Linked DNA regions of Mus musculus: region 1 is linked to region 2. Evidence: chromatin contacts called from public HiChIP or PLAC-seq data. All regions are on one chromosome and are shown on one strand. The core of a region is the stretch at or near the end of the contact, and the rest is flanking DNA. Distances in the headings are between cores, read along the strand shown.

Region 1 (6,543 bases), core at 1,554-4,053, 170 kb before region 2:
CATCCTCAGAGCCAGTGTGAAAGTGCAGGCTGCTGGTTCGCAGCTGGGTGCTGATGTAAGTCTCAGGGAATGTTATTCCCTGGATGATCGGACCTGAGTCCCACAGAGAAAGCGTGTGGGGCTCTTTAGAAACATCCAGCTGATTTTGCAACACCAGGTCACCATCCTTCCCTCCCCCAGTAACCTTTGTTCAGGCACCAGCTGTGCCACATGTTATCGACAGTAGTGACCTAACCATAGCCAGGTGGTGCTAGACCAGAGCATTCGAATGTAGTCTGCTCAGGAAAATTATAGGATTTCTCCCCGACCCCTCCAGACACGGTTTCTCTGTGTAACAGTCTGGGCTTGCCCTGGAACTCACTCTGTACACTAGACTGGCCTCAAACTCACAAGAGATCTTGCCTGCTTAGACTAAGAGTGTGAGCCCGCACACTGGGCTCAGGATTTCTTGATTATTAAAACTGATATTCTAGCACTTGGGAGACAAAGGCAGGATCTCCACAAGTTCAAATCCAGCCTGATCTATTTAGTGATTTCTAGGCCAGCCCTAGGCTACAAAGTGAAAGTGTATCAATTAGACAGACACACAAATAAACAAACATTCTGCCCTAGTTAGGGTTGCTATTGCTTTGTTGAAACACCCATCACCAAAAACAAGTTGGAGAGGAAAAGGATAATTTGTCTTAAACTTCCACAGCAGTGTTGATCATGGGAGGAAGTCAGGATAGAAACTCAAATAGGGCAGGAACTTGAAGTCAGGAGCTGATGCAAAGGCCACGACGGGGTTCTTCTTGCTGGCTTGTGCCCTGTGGTTTGCTCAGCCTGCTTTCTTTGAGAACCCAGGACCACCAGCCAAGGGGTGGCATCACTTTGACCCTCCCCCATCAATCACTAATTACGAAAATGCTGGATCTTATGGAGGTGTTCTCTCAATTGAGGCTAGAAAACTATCTAGCACAATTGACTCATTGTCAACTTGACACACGCACCACTGTTAAGCTATAGCCTCTCCTTTCTTGATTGTCCTCAAGGTCACAGATTAATAACACTGCAATATAAAATATTTTACAAGCTTAAAAATCCCACAGTCTTTACAATTCAAACACTTTTAACATTCCGAAGGATGGTTTGGAAATCTCTACAGACATTTGATTGTTCCAGAGGAAGGGGACACTAGCATCCAAGCTGAGGCTAGGCTACTGCAGAATTAGACACGATACAGTACACTGCGCCATAGAGCCATCCAAGCCAGAGTCATTGATGGTGCTACCCGAGAAACCTGGATTCAACATCTAACGAGTTGTGTGCTTATTTGTGTTACCACAGTGTGTGCAGAGGTCAGAGACCAGCTTGCAAGAGTTGGTTTTCTCCATCTACCATGTGGGTTTAAATTCAAGTTATCATGTGCCTTTACCCCATCAGCACTTCTGAAGTGCTCTATAAGCAGCAGACATTGCTCTAAGAGCTTCTCAGGTAACTGACTCACTTCATATATAACATAAGAACTGTTGCTGTCTTCACTTGGTAGATGGTAACACAGAAGTTAAGTAACTAGACCAAATTCCCAACTGGGAGCCACAGTCCTACTCGGAGCGAGTGAGAAGCAGGCACGGGTAGGCCTTAAGCCCAGACAGCCTGGCTCCAGAGTCCACACTGAGCCACTAAGCTACTTAAGGGAGCCACTAAGACTCAAGCTATACTGCCTGCTTTGCATCCAGAAAGCCACATGCCTAGCCATTCGCATACAAGAAGTGAGAAACTTTTGGTCACTCACTGTGCCTGAAACATGTGTTTAATATCATGAGGGGCCAGAGAACCAAGAGTAAAAGCTTTTTTTTTTTTTTTTTTTTTTTTTTTGGCCATGAATGTTGCTTACCTCGTGAATTTAATGGTCTTACTTTCTAATCAGACTGTGCTGTGTTGTTGTAGATATAAAAACAACTGTGGTGTACCCTGCCACAGAGAAACACCTGCAAAAATACATGCGTCAGGACCTCCGCCTGATCCGAGAGACTGGAGATGACTACAGGACCATCACCTTACCCTACCTGGAATCCCAGAGCCTTAGCATCCAGGTGACTGACTGCCAAGTCTCATACACTGTCCTGAAGCTAGTTTGTCTTTTCGCAAGCCCCTGTTGGGGTCGTCCCAGAAATAGTACACAAATACCCAAGGGCCTGGACAGTCTGTGTGACTGTGAGGCTGCAAAGAGGAGTGTAGACGGACTCTGTGGGGTAGAGCTGCCTGGTGTGGGCTGGTTGCCCTTTTATTCAGGACAGTCAGTGCAGGCTTTGTGATCTTTTGCCCTTTATGAGGTACTGGGGCTTGCTACTGATGTTCTCTGAGAAGTCCATCTCACCGGGGAAATGTTATCTGCTCTGTAGTAGCCCTGGACAGCCTCTGACTGTGTCCTCACTAAAGATCTGTGAGTGGGTAAAAGCCTTCTGTTGGGCTAGATGACCTTGATCCAGCCTCTTATCCCCCTAGTCTTTCCTGTAGCAATCCAGCCTGCAGGAGCCAAGTCTTGGAGCGAACACTTCCTGTCACTCAGTCCCCCTTGTGTTCGTTCCACAGCAGGCTGTATTCTGTCGTCCCCAGTGTGTGTTTAGTATAGACCTGTGTATACAAAGGTGACAGAGTGATGTGGCTGAGCCAGATACAGGATGCTTAGCTCAGATATCCTGGCAGTTCTTTGGGTTTAGGCCCAGTGCCAACCAGAGCCTCTGCCTGGAATTAGCCCCATGTGGCTACTCACAGTTAAATATGATTGATGCATATTGATGAGTCACTTCCTTGCCCACTCACTGGCTTCAGTGGCTCCCCACTGTCGCTCACGGGCGTTCTCTTTGGGCCCTTTTTATCCTCCTTCCAGACTCAGGGGTACATGGTAGAGAGTATTCTTAGGTGGGAATACACAGCCATTCCTCTTGAGTTCAGAAGTGGGAGGCTGCTGTTCTCTCAGTTGTAAGGGAGAGAAGTGAGGAGGCGGGAGACGTTGTTCCACTCGGGAGGCCATGTGCTGAGACCGGGCAGTCCAGCCGGTGCCCCCCACCTCGCCCCCCAGCAGCGTTTGCTCACAGATTCCTTCGGATCAAGGTCTTTTATTTTCTCCTCTCTTTTGTAAAAATCAAGGCAAGGTGTCCTAGTTTCCTTTCCGCTGCTATGATTAAAATATCCTGATATAAAGCGACCTGGGGTGGGGCTATTTTAGCTCACAATTCCAGCTTCACAGTTCCCCACAGCTCATCATTTTGGGGAAGTCACAGTGTCGGGAGCCGAGACAACCGGGCACATCACGCCCACAGGTAAGAGCGGAGAGGATGAGTACCTGCATGCTGACTGCTCGGCCAGCTTTCTCAGCGTTTGCTCAGTCCAGGGCCCCAACCCAGGGAGCGGGCCCCACCCATATTCATCAGTGAAATCACTTAAGACAGTTCCCTACAGCAGTGGTTCTCAACCTTCCTAATGCTGTGATCCTTTAATGCTCCCTCATGCTGTGGTGACCCCCACCCCAACCCCCAGCCATAGCATTACTTGGCTGATACTTCATAACAGTAATTTTGCTATTGTGAATTGTAAATAGCTGATATGCGACCCCCCTGAAAGGGTCATTCAACCTCCAAGGCGGTTGAGAAACAGCTGCCATACAGGCATGCCCACAACCTGCTCTAGACGAGTCCTCATTGACACTCTCTCTGCCTAGGTGATTTTTTTTGTTGTATCAAGTTGACACTTAAAACTGTAACAACCACACAAAGTCTCGTGTAGCTCAGGTTGGCCTCACACAGCTCAGGTTGGCCTCATACTCACTATGCAGCAGAAGATGACCTTGAACTTCAGATCTTTCTACTCCTCCTGCCCCTTTTCCCAGATGCTAAGGTCACAGGTGTATATTTCCACACTCAGTGTATGTGGTATTAGGGATTAAACATGGGGCCTTATTCATACTAGGCAAGCATTCTACCAGAATCTGTACATCCCCACCCTCTTTCTTTAAAAGAAAAAACAACAACAACAACAACAAAACGGGTATTTGTTCTGTCTTCTGAGTGGAAAGGAAGTGTCTCTACATTCGTAAATAACTTCTGTGGAGGATCCTAGAGGGACCTTCTAGAACTTGCGTTCTGTGGGGCTGTTTGTACATATCTGGGATTCGAGAGGAGAGGCCCTCGTCTAGTTGACATGAGTCGTGTAACTACCTTACTGTGCACCATTACCCAGTTCTTCTTGTAAACAAACGTAGTTCAGCAGAACTCCTTTCTTTCAGATCTGATTGACACAAGCTTCCCGAGTAACTGGCAGCCGTCTCTGTATGATTGAGTATCTGCCGTGCAGGGCTTTAAGGAGGCTCCAGCTGACAAGCTCTTGCTAGTGGCCACAGACTGTCAGGGGAGAGGGACATGCAGGTAGACAGTTGTGATAATGACACATGCCCACTGGTGGGCTATGTGAGCATAGTGGTGATGCAGTGAGAGGGACCAGTACAGACTTGGGGTCACAGAGGGGTGCTGAGTTCCAGGGACTATAGAGAAGTTGTATTGATGTGACGAGGCACTGGTAACTCAGGGCTCAGTGAGGACAGCCCTGAGTGGCCGGGAGGAAATCTGTGGATTGTATTCAGAAGACTGAAAGTTCACAGGCAGTGGGAAACATTCTTTTTTTTTTTTTTTTTTTTTTAAAGATTTATTATTTTATGTAAGTACACTGTAGCTGTCTTCAGACACACCAGAAGAGGGCGTCAGATCTTGTTATGGATGGTTGTGAGCCACCATGTGGTTGCTGGGATTTGAACTCTGGACCTTTGGAAGAGCAGTCAGGTGCTCTTACCCACTGAGCCATCTCACCAGCCCGGAAACATTCTTAAAAATAGCAGCAGCAGACTATTTTGTATCTTCTGTCTGGCCCTTCAAGGACTAAAACTGGGGCTTACGCTTTCTATTCTTAAGTTTTGACATTTTATTTTTTGTGTTTTATTTTATGTCTATGTGTGTGCACACATGCACACACCATAGTGCACAGGTGTAGCTCAGAGGATTACTTGTGTGCTCTGGGGATGAGACTTAGTCATCAAGCTTGGCAGTAAGTGCCCTTGTCTATAAGCCGTCTTGACAGCCCCACATGTACATTTAATACATCTATGCTCTTCATTTATTTTTCCCTGCCATGGGTATAGGTGTGTGGTGTGTGTGCACATCTGTATACATGTTTGAATCTATGTAGGTGCGCATGTGTGCCGATGCAGGTGCACATGCCTCATGTACTTGTGGAGGCCAGAGGTTGATGCTGGATGTTTATTTCCTGACTTGAGAGCATGTAGATTCAGCTAGGGTAGCTAGCCAGCTTGCCTTGGGCATTCCTGACCTCAGTCTCCTGAGCACTGGGATAGACTACCAGCCCCTTTTGATTGGGATCCTAGGGATCTCAACTCCGATTGGCCCTTCTGCTTATGTGGTCAGTGCTTGATCTCCTGCGCCATTTTTTCCAACTCTAAATATCTGTGATGTTTCTAAGGATGTGGATAGTGTGATCGAATTGAACAAATGCAAATGGAGCAGGACTAGAAACCAGCATGGATCCAAAGCAGGGAAGGACAAGGTGCCACTCAGGAGGAGGCTCCAGCTGGGTTTCAGGGCTCAGAATGGTGATTCAGAGAGGAAGGACTGTGGGGTGACCCCGGGTCCTACCAGAGTGAAGAGTGCACAGTGGAGTCTGCATTCACGAGGGCAGGATGTTGACCACTACGGGAGGGAAGCTTGTGTGGAAGACAGCATGCTCAGTTTGGGGTTTATTGTGCACATCCTAGGTGCCAGAAACTGTTGTAGGCATTTTACATACATTACCTCAGATCTTCACAAGACAGAAAACCATGCCGTCTGGTTCCAGTATCCGGGTTCTTAGAAAGTTACTCTGTCTGGTTCCTGAAATCTGAAGTACTTATAACTTCCTAGTAAAACATCCAGTAAAAGACACAAAGTGGCAGCGGTGTGTCTGGGCCTGGAGCCTTCAAGATCACCTGGCTGTAAATGCCCATCTGCAAGCCGTGGCATCCGGCCTCCGCATCTGCTAGTGTTTGGAGTCCTCTGGCCAGGAGCAGTGGGGCATTTTCCTTAGCCTCTGAGCAGAGGTTTCCTTGCCTGGAAATTGTGACTCACAGCTCCTCCGTGTTAGGTGTGTGAGAACTGGGAGGCATCCCAGTTACCATGTGCCCACCGTTGTTGCCAGCACAGAAAAGGATTCCAAGTGGAGCTGCATTAGCATACGCGGATAGAGCCCAGGAATGGAGAAGTGTGCTGTGCAGACGTGGATGGCATAGACAGGCGGGAAAGCATGGCCAGAGGGTGTGCGCGTGTGTAGAGCTAAGAATGGAAAGGGACCAGGTGTCCCTTGGGAGGTCCAGGGAAGAAAGAGGACTTACAGGTTGTTGCCAGTGTCACGCTGTAGCTCCATGGATTCTAGAAAGCACTACTCACCAGCATTGGCTTTCAGGGGCAGTCCTTCCACTCCCTGACCCTGTGTAATATGTGTGAATTTCGCTCCCTTCTT
Region 2 (6,903 bases), core at 2,746-5,245:
ATGTGGTGCTGGCTAACACAGTTGCTCCTGGTCTGCTGCCCAGGGGAATGGGGATTGATGCTCTGGGTAACCTCAGACTCAGCCGCCACTCATGAGTGGTGCATAGCATCTACTTATACCTCTCCTCTTAAGCTTCTCCTAACTCACCCACTCCCCACAGCCTCCAAGCATCTCACTGCCCCCTCCCACCATCCCATGATACTCCCGTGGCCTCTAAGGCCCCACTGCATCTGGGCCTAGTGGATGGATGCAACCTCACCCAGTGAGGGGAGAACCACATGGTTGTTTCTTACAGACTGCTGCCAGGCCTCCCAGGCCTTGGAATCAAGCTCCATAGTGTTTTCTTCCTAGAAGGGCCTTCCCTTCCTGCCCTGACATATGGACACCTATGTGACTGTCAGGTTTTGGACAAATATCTCCACTGACCTCTACTTTGTGACTGGAAAACAGAGACCAGTCTGGCCCACATGTACATCCACTCGTGGTGCCCCAGCTGTGACCACAGCTGTAGGGGGGCTCTCTATGTCTCACAACTGCACGGGAGTCACCAATGGCGTGTTAGCTTCCACAAGGGCACACTTCTTGTTTCTCTTTGTAGTTCGACCTTCCCTCTCCCTTTGGTTAGCAGCCAACTTGCCCTGGAAAGTGTTCTGTGCATGGTGGACACGCTATAAAAGGAGGATGGCATTAAGTTGCTTTGGGCACTCTGGGATCAGGCACATCAGAATGTATTCAGCTCAGATCTATATCACTGTCACCAGACAAGCCTAGGATGTAAGGGCTTTATGCCTATTAGTCCACATGAAATTGTATCACTTGAGAACTGCCTGTGAGCTGCTCTGAGAAGCAGGTCCAATAAGGGGGTCTCTGGGTTATGGGATTGGATATGTCTTTTTTTCCCCAACAATTTAAACATTTTTATTCAATTTTAAAACTTGCTAACTGATGCATTATTTTTCCCCCACATCTTTTATTAGATATTTTCTTCATTTACATTTCAAATGCTATACCAAAAGTCCCCTATACCCTCCCCCCTGCCCTGCTCCCCTACCCACTCACTCCCACTTCTTGGCCCTGGTGTTCCCCTGTACTGGGGCATATAAAGTTTGCTAGACCAAGGGGCCTCTCTTCCCAATGATGGCCGACTAGGCCATTTTCTGCTACATATGCAGCTAGAGACACGAGCTCTGGGGTTACTAATTAGTTCATATTGTTGTTCCATCTATAGGGTTGCAGACCCCTTCAGCTCTTGGGTACTTTCTCTAGCTCCTATATTGGGGGCCCTGTGTTCCATCCTATAGATGACTGTGAACATCCACTTCTGTATTTGCCAGGCACTGGCAAAGCCTCACAGGAGACAGTTATATCAGGGTCCCTTCAGCAAAATCTTGCTGGTGTATGCAATAGTGTTTGTGTTTGGTGGCTGATTATGGGATGGACCCCCGGGTGAGGCAGTCTCTGGATGGTCCATCCTTTAGTCTTAGCTCCTAACTTTGTCTCTGCAACTCCTTCCATGGATATTTTATTCCGTATTCTAGGGGGATATGTCTTAATGTCACTGGCAGCTCCTATGAAGAACATTAGCGTGACTGTGGCCAGAGTCATGAGCAACTTAAATCTACACAATTAAAAGTAACACTTGAATTTCACATTGGAATTGGTGTGTGTGTGTGTGTGTGTATGTGTGTGTGTGTGTGTGTGTGTGTGTGTGTGTGTGAGAGAGAGAGAGAGAGAGAGAGAGAGAGAGAGAGAACAGAACCAAGGCAGTTTCCCTTCCTAAATCTGCTTCAGACTCTTATCATTAATTTGCATCCCCCAGATACACTTAGGAGACTAGGGGGCAGGGAGGTCTGTGCAGCAGGCACCTACCATTGGGCCTGTCCAGGAGACAGGAAGCTGTGAATAGACTAACCAGGGCTCTCCAGTTCCCAGAAGTCTGGCTGTTGTTTTGAGGAGTAGAAAGAACATTTGGCCTTGGTTGGAATGTCACACTGTTCCTGACTGTGTGGCCATGGCTAGGTCTCACTGAGCCTGGCTGGGCTGCAAGAAGCCAGAAGATGGACTATTTGTTGGGAAGGACTGGTGTGCAGGTTCTAGAAGATGGCATATGTAAATGCTCAGTGGGGCGCGGTTAGTGTCTATCCCTACTCTCTGGCTTCTTTCCTCCTGGGCAGTGGTTCTGCCTTCAGTAGCTCCGCCCAGATGGTGAGCCAACACTCAAAGCCAGAAGTAGGCTTTGGGCTAGACAGGAAGAGCCTGTGCTTTCTACCTGAGCCCACGGTTGGGAGGAGGTAATTCAAATGCTACAACACAGGGGTGATATACAGATGCTGCAGAATCCACTGGCCACCTGCCCTTGGTAGGTTGCCAGGTGTCCCCTCGGACAGTGAGGTAAAGCTGTGGATACCGTGTCCATCTCACAGCAGAGAGAATGGGCACCTGGGATTGTCCTGAACCTGAGTCCCAAGGATGGACCCGAGTGCTCAGAGCACTGCTTCTTGGGCTGTAGGTGGACTGTCACTTCTGGGAACTTTAGTGTCTACCCCTGAGAGTGGACAGGACAGGAAGTGCCATCTGAAGGATTTGGGGCTTTGCACAGAGTTGCAGGAGATGTGGGGGCTCCTCACATCCCTTCCTGTTAGGCAGGCTGTGAGTGAGCTCAAGATCCTGGGGCTCTGGATGAAGGCTCCCCTCTCTGCTTCCCTCAGGGCTGGTCTTTGGCCTTCCCACGATGTTCTCTCATCAGATAAGGCCATCGAAGGGCACCCTGCCCACATGCATCCCACAGAGAGGCTCCTGGTGCGGCAGAGTGGTTGACAGCAGGGAGTACACTTCCTCTCCTATCTGGATTAGGATAGATCAGGAAATTTTCCCAGGAACTTTAAGTGACATGTCTAAGTCCACACAGCAAGTTCGATTTGAAGAGATGAATTCAGAATCAGACTTCTATTTTCTTACTTGCCTTCCTTGAGACAAAAACCCCTTCCCATCCCGTGCATGCTTCAGTTTCCTCATGGCTCATAAAATACACGAATAGCTTACAGATGGGCATCTGGGCACTGAGTGGTCTTTATATAGAGAAGCGTTGTCTGTCCAGTCTACTCCTCACTGATAGGAGAGGGAGGTGGACTTAGGATGTAGCATAAAAGACTCAAGTTAGACAGCAGCAAGTACTGTTGGAAACCCAGCAGAAGGGAGAGAGGCCCAACCCCTCCTTTTTTCCCTCTAGCGCTTATTGGTTTGTTGGGGGTGAGTTGGACGCTACATGGTAACAGGAGTCTGAGGCAGGGGGATGAATTTGGTGGCTTCTCAGCGTCCTCCTCAGCTTCTGTTCACTTGTAGGGTGCTCATTAGCTTTTCTAGAGTCACTGGCCTGCTCTGAGTCAGTCTCTGATCTTGGCAAGTTGCTTCTGTTTGTAGAGGAAAAGGGGCAGAGGTGGGTGGAGGGGCTAAGAAGGGAGGGGCAGCCATGGAGGATATAGTCTGAGGCTTCTGGAGTCTCTGCCAGGCTGCTATGGGGAAAAGGCCACTCCCTTACCCCTCGGTTTCTTTGACTCCATTTCAAACTCTAATTAACAGCTTCCCAATAGGGCTTCCCTGCTTGTGGCTTGTGCTTCAGTGCCTGTCCATCACCATCCTGGTGGCTCGGTGGGCTGGCAGGAGAGACTGGCTTCTTCCCTGCCAACTTGGAGACTCCCTGACCTTCCCCATCACCCTTGCTGGAGAAGTGACCGAGAAAACTAACAGAGACCTACCTCCATGTATGACACTGACATTGTCCTTTCAGTAATGAGTGACACCAGGAAAATACGGGCGCAGGAAGGAATGAGGTCAGACACAAAGCAGAACTTCCTAATACTGTGATTTGTGGGTAGCAAGGGACAGGCATTTGTCCTGGTGCATGCTTCAGCTGTCTGTTCTGTCCCCATGTCCCAGAGGCAGCTCAGTGGAAGCAGAGACTGCTTAACCCAGAAACAGTGGGAATCTGAGTTGGAGCCTGAGTCACAGGTCCACATGATTCCCTCAGGCCCTGTGCTCATAGTTTTCAATGCCCCATTTGCACAAACAATGACTGCCAGTTGCCAGTCAAGACACACCCACCCTCAGATCCTTTTCTGGTTCAGACTATGGGCAGCAGCCTGACATCTCTGCTTCTACTTGAGGCTCGGAGCAGGGGAGACAGTGAGACATTCGTCTCAGGCATGAAATTTAACAGCACACACCTAACCTCTGGAATGCAGATACATGTCCTAATACAAACTTTTAAAACAGCTGCCCCCCAAACCCCCAGAATTCACAGCAACAAAAAAAGCACAATTAAACGAAGGCAGAAAGCTGAAGTCACTGTAGGTGCTAAAGGGGGTCATCTGATTGGGTGAAACCTACAGAAGGTTCCAGTGGGAATGAGGTTAGCAAGTGGGATTGGTATTGTGAATTTTGCAACCATTCTAGCTGGGAAAACTGAACTAGCTCATTCAATTTTTGCTGTAAACACAATACTTAAGTTTAAAATAAGGTTCTGAATTTTAATATATTGGCTTTAATACTCTTTTGCTTTGTTTTGTTTTTTGAGACAGGGTTTTTCTGTGTAGCCCTGGCTGTCCTGGAACTCACTTTGTAGACCAGGCTGGCCTCAAACTCAGAAATCTACCTGCCTCTGCCTCCCAAGTGCTGGGATTAAAGGCGTGCATCACCACGCCTGGCTTTTGGCTTTAATACTCTTAAGACTACTTTAATGTTCATGAAAAGAAAATTACCTATTAGGAGGATCTCTGAGTCTCACTTCCAGGGCCTCTGCTCCCACTGGTAGACTCTGGGAAGGCTCATTGTTAAGACCCCAGTGTTGTTTGTTTAGAAGACCCTGACTATTCATTTGCAGTCTTCTCTTTCTCTCTCCGACTATTCACAGCCCTTACTGCTTCCCTCAACCTCCCACTGCTCTGCACCATGGTTGTCTACAACCAGTGTGTGTATGTGTGTGTGTGTGTGTGTGTGTTGGGGGGGAGAGACACAGGACCTCTGCCTGCAGATGAGCATGACCATGCTGTGTGAGGATCAAGTGACTGCTGTGAGTGTAGGTATGTGAGTGGTGTTGATGTGGGTTAGCTTGACCACTGCCTGTGTGGGTTAGCATGTCTAGACAGTATGAGGTTGTGTGTATGAGTGAGCCATCTCTTGAGAGGAAGCTCTGAGCTCTTGTAGGGCCCATCTGGCTGCTCGTATTAGGGACAGCAGCATCGAATGATGAATATGAGGCATCAAGTGGCCTTGTGTCCTCAGAGTGTCACTGCAGGACTGGATCCCTGTTGCTGTTACATCAGGACTACAAGGAGAGCTCAGAGCCAACTTCTGGCCCATCAGAGCCCTGTAGGTGACCTTTGTCACACAGGCTTCCTTGCTGTTACTGAACAGTGTTTCAGGGCCCATGTATCATGGAGTGCCTTTCTGGAACCATTCTTTCTCCAAATGCTTGCTTGGCTTACCCTTAACTTCCACAGGTCTCTCTGGTCATGTTACTCAGAAAGGTCTAATCTGATTATCCATATGATCTGGCACCATGCCACCTCTCACCTCCTTGTCTTTTGTGTTTGGGTTTGTGGCCCTCATTATAGCATAAGATAGCATCCTTCTGTCTCCTTGTGTTAGAAGCAGCTGTGAGATCATATTTTTCTACTCATTGTTACATTCCTAGCTGAGGGTGGTCATGGCATACAGTAGGTGCTTAATACAGGCACTTTAGTTGCTAACTTTAGGGAAGGGGAAAATGGCTTTCCCTAACCATTTTTCCCTAACCATTGGTTTTCTTATCAGCATGTGAGTGTCCGGACATTAGCCCCATAGGAACTGTCTCAGCGCACACTATGTCCTATGGTCTCTGATGTGCATCAGGTTGTCACTTTATGCTTCTGATGGCTTTCATATGCATGGTTTTAGTTCATGTACCTGGCGTTCCTGGAGGGAGGCTGTTAGGACCCTGTTAGGCTCACAGGGTGGCTGAGAGATGCCCCAGCTTTGCTTAAGCTGCAGCCAGAGCCTAGCTGGAGAGCAGTCCTCCTGGAGCCAAGCATCACCCTCTCTTGTCCTCTCGGGTGGTCCTGGCCGTCAAGATGATGTATGTTCTTTGGGGCCCATGCTTGGGCGGTTGCTTTGGAGGTGGCCGTGCAGATCTCCAGTCTCTCTGGGCTGGGCACTATTCCAGTTGTCAGCTACTGTGCTGTCACTGCTCTTGATTACTTTCCAATGAAGGATGATTATAATAAAGGACATTAATCAGGGAGCATGGTAGCTCGTGCTTGGGGGTTCTCCAGCCTGCTTTTGTTGGAGCTCAGGGTGGCTTAGTTCATTTCTAACAAGAGGCAGGAGGGAATGCCTGTTCCTAAAGTAGAGTTAGGAGGACCAGGTCTAAGAAAGGGCCCTAGCAGCTGAGATATTGGCAGTTGTGCTGGGACACTGGCTCTCTGAACCCAAGTGAGTGAAACCAAACTGAATCAGGTTAAGTCAAGCCAACCAAACCAAACCAAAGCATGCCAAAAGGAACCAACAAGCTCTGCTTTGTGGCATTTTCAGTTACTCTGCTGTGATTGCTACCACTATGGCTAATTCCAGGAACCAATATGTTGTCCCTGGAGGAAAGTTGGGCAGAGATGGATGCTGCCAGTGTCTATAAGCCACACCCCCACACAGTGCCTCTGATTTCTTTTCAGAACTTTCCAGTTCATAAAGCATTGATCGTGTTCAGATCTCACCTGTTGCATAGCAACACTTTTGGATGGGCAGCTATCATTAGGCTCATTCTTTTCAAATGATAAAACTAAGGCTTCCAAAGACCACGTGAGGCAGGAAGGGAGGAGAGAGGGGAGGAAACAAAGCTAGTGTGGGAAAGTGTGATGGAAATCCTTCCTC

The links. HiChIP or PLAC-seq counts read pairs in DNA pulled down with a chosen protein or histone mark.
Region 1: an HNF4G HiChIP or PLAC-seq map of pancreatic cancer cells shows a contact between it and region 2. The contact joins two enhancer-like sites. A contact is called at or near these places in 3 of 39 promoter capture datasets (the C10 cell line and liver) and 1 of 115 datasets of contacts at active chromatin or transcription factors (pancreatic cancer cells).

The regions. Positions count from the first base shown.
Region 1 is chr9:35,131,876-35,138,418 of GRCm38.p6, reverse strand. It overlaps Dcps (decapping enzyme, scavenger), which reads left to right. Exons shown (of 6, transcript NM_027030.2): 3 at 1,930-2,075. Among named protein-coding and RNA genes, the nearest start is that of Gm24262, 9.5 kb to the left of the region's middle. Within about 2 kb of position 2,803, at least 43 of the 459 cell types and tissues checked have an H3K27ac peak or open chromatin away from gene starts, as enhancers often do. A contact at or near this core is called in pancreatic cancer cells, where this site is marked.
Region 2 is chr9:34,967,188-34,974,090 of GRCm38.p6, reverse strand. The region is part of intron 4 of Kirrel3 (kirre like nephrin family adhesion molecule 3); the gene reads right to left. All of the region lies in intron 8 of Kirrel3os (a long non-coding RNA gene), which reads left to right. Among named protein-coding and RNA genes, the nearest start is that of Kirrel3os, 37 kb to the left of the region's middle. Within about 2 kb of position 3,995, at least 40 of the 459 cell types and tissues checked have an H3K27ac peak or open chromatin away from gene starts, as enhancers often do. A contact at or near this core is called in pancreatic cancer cells, where this site is marked.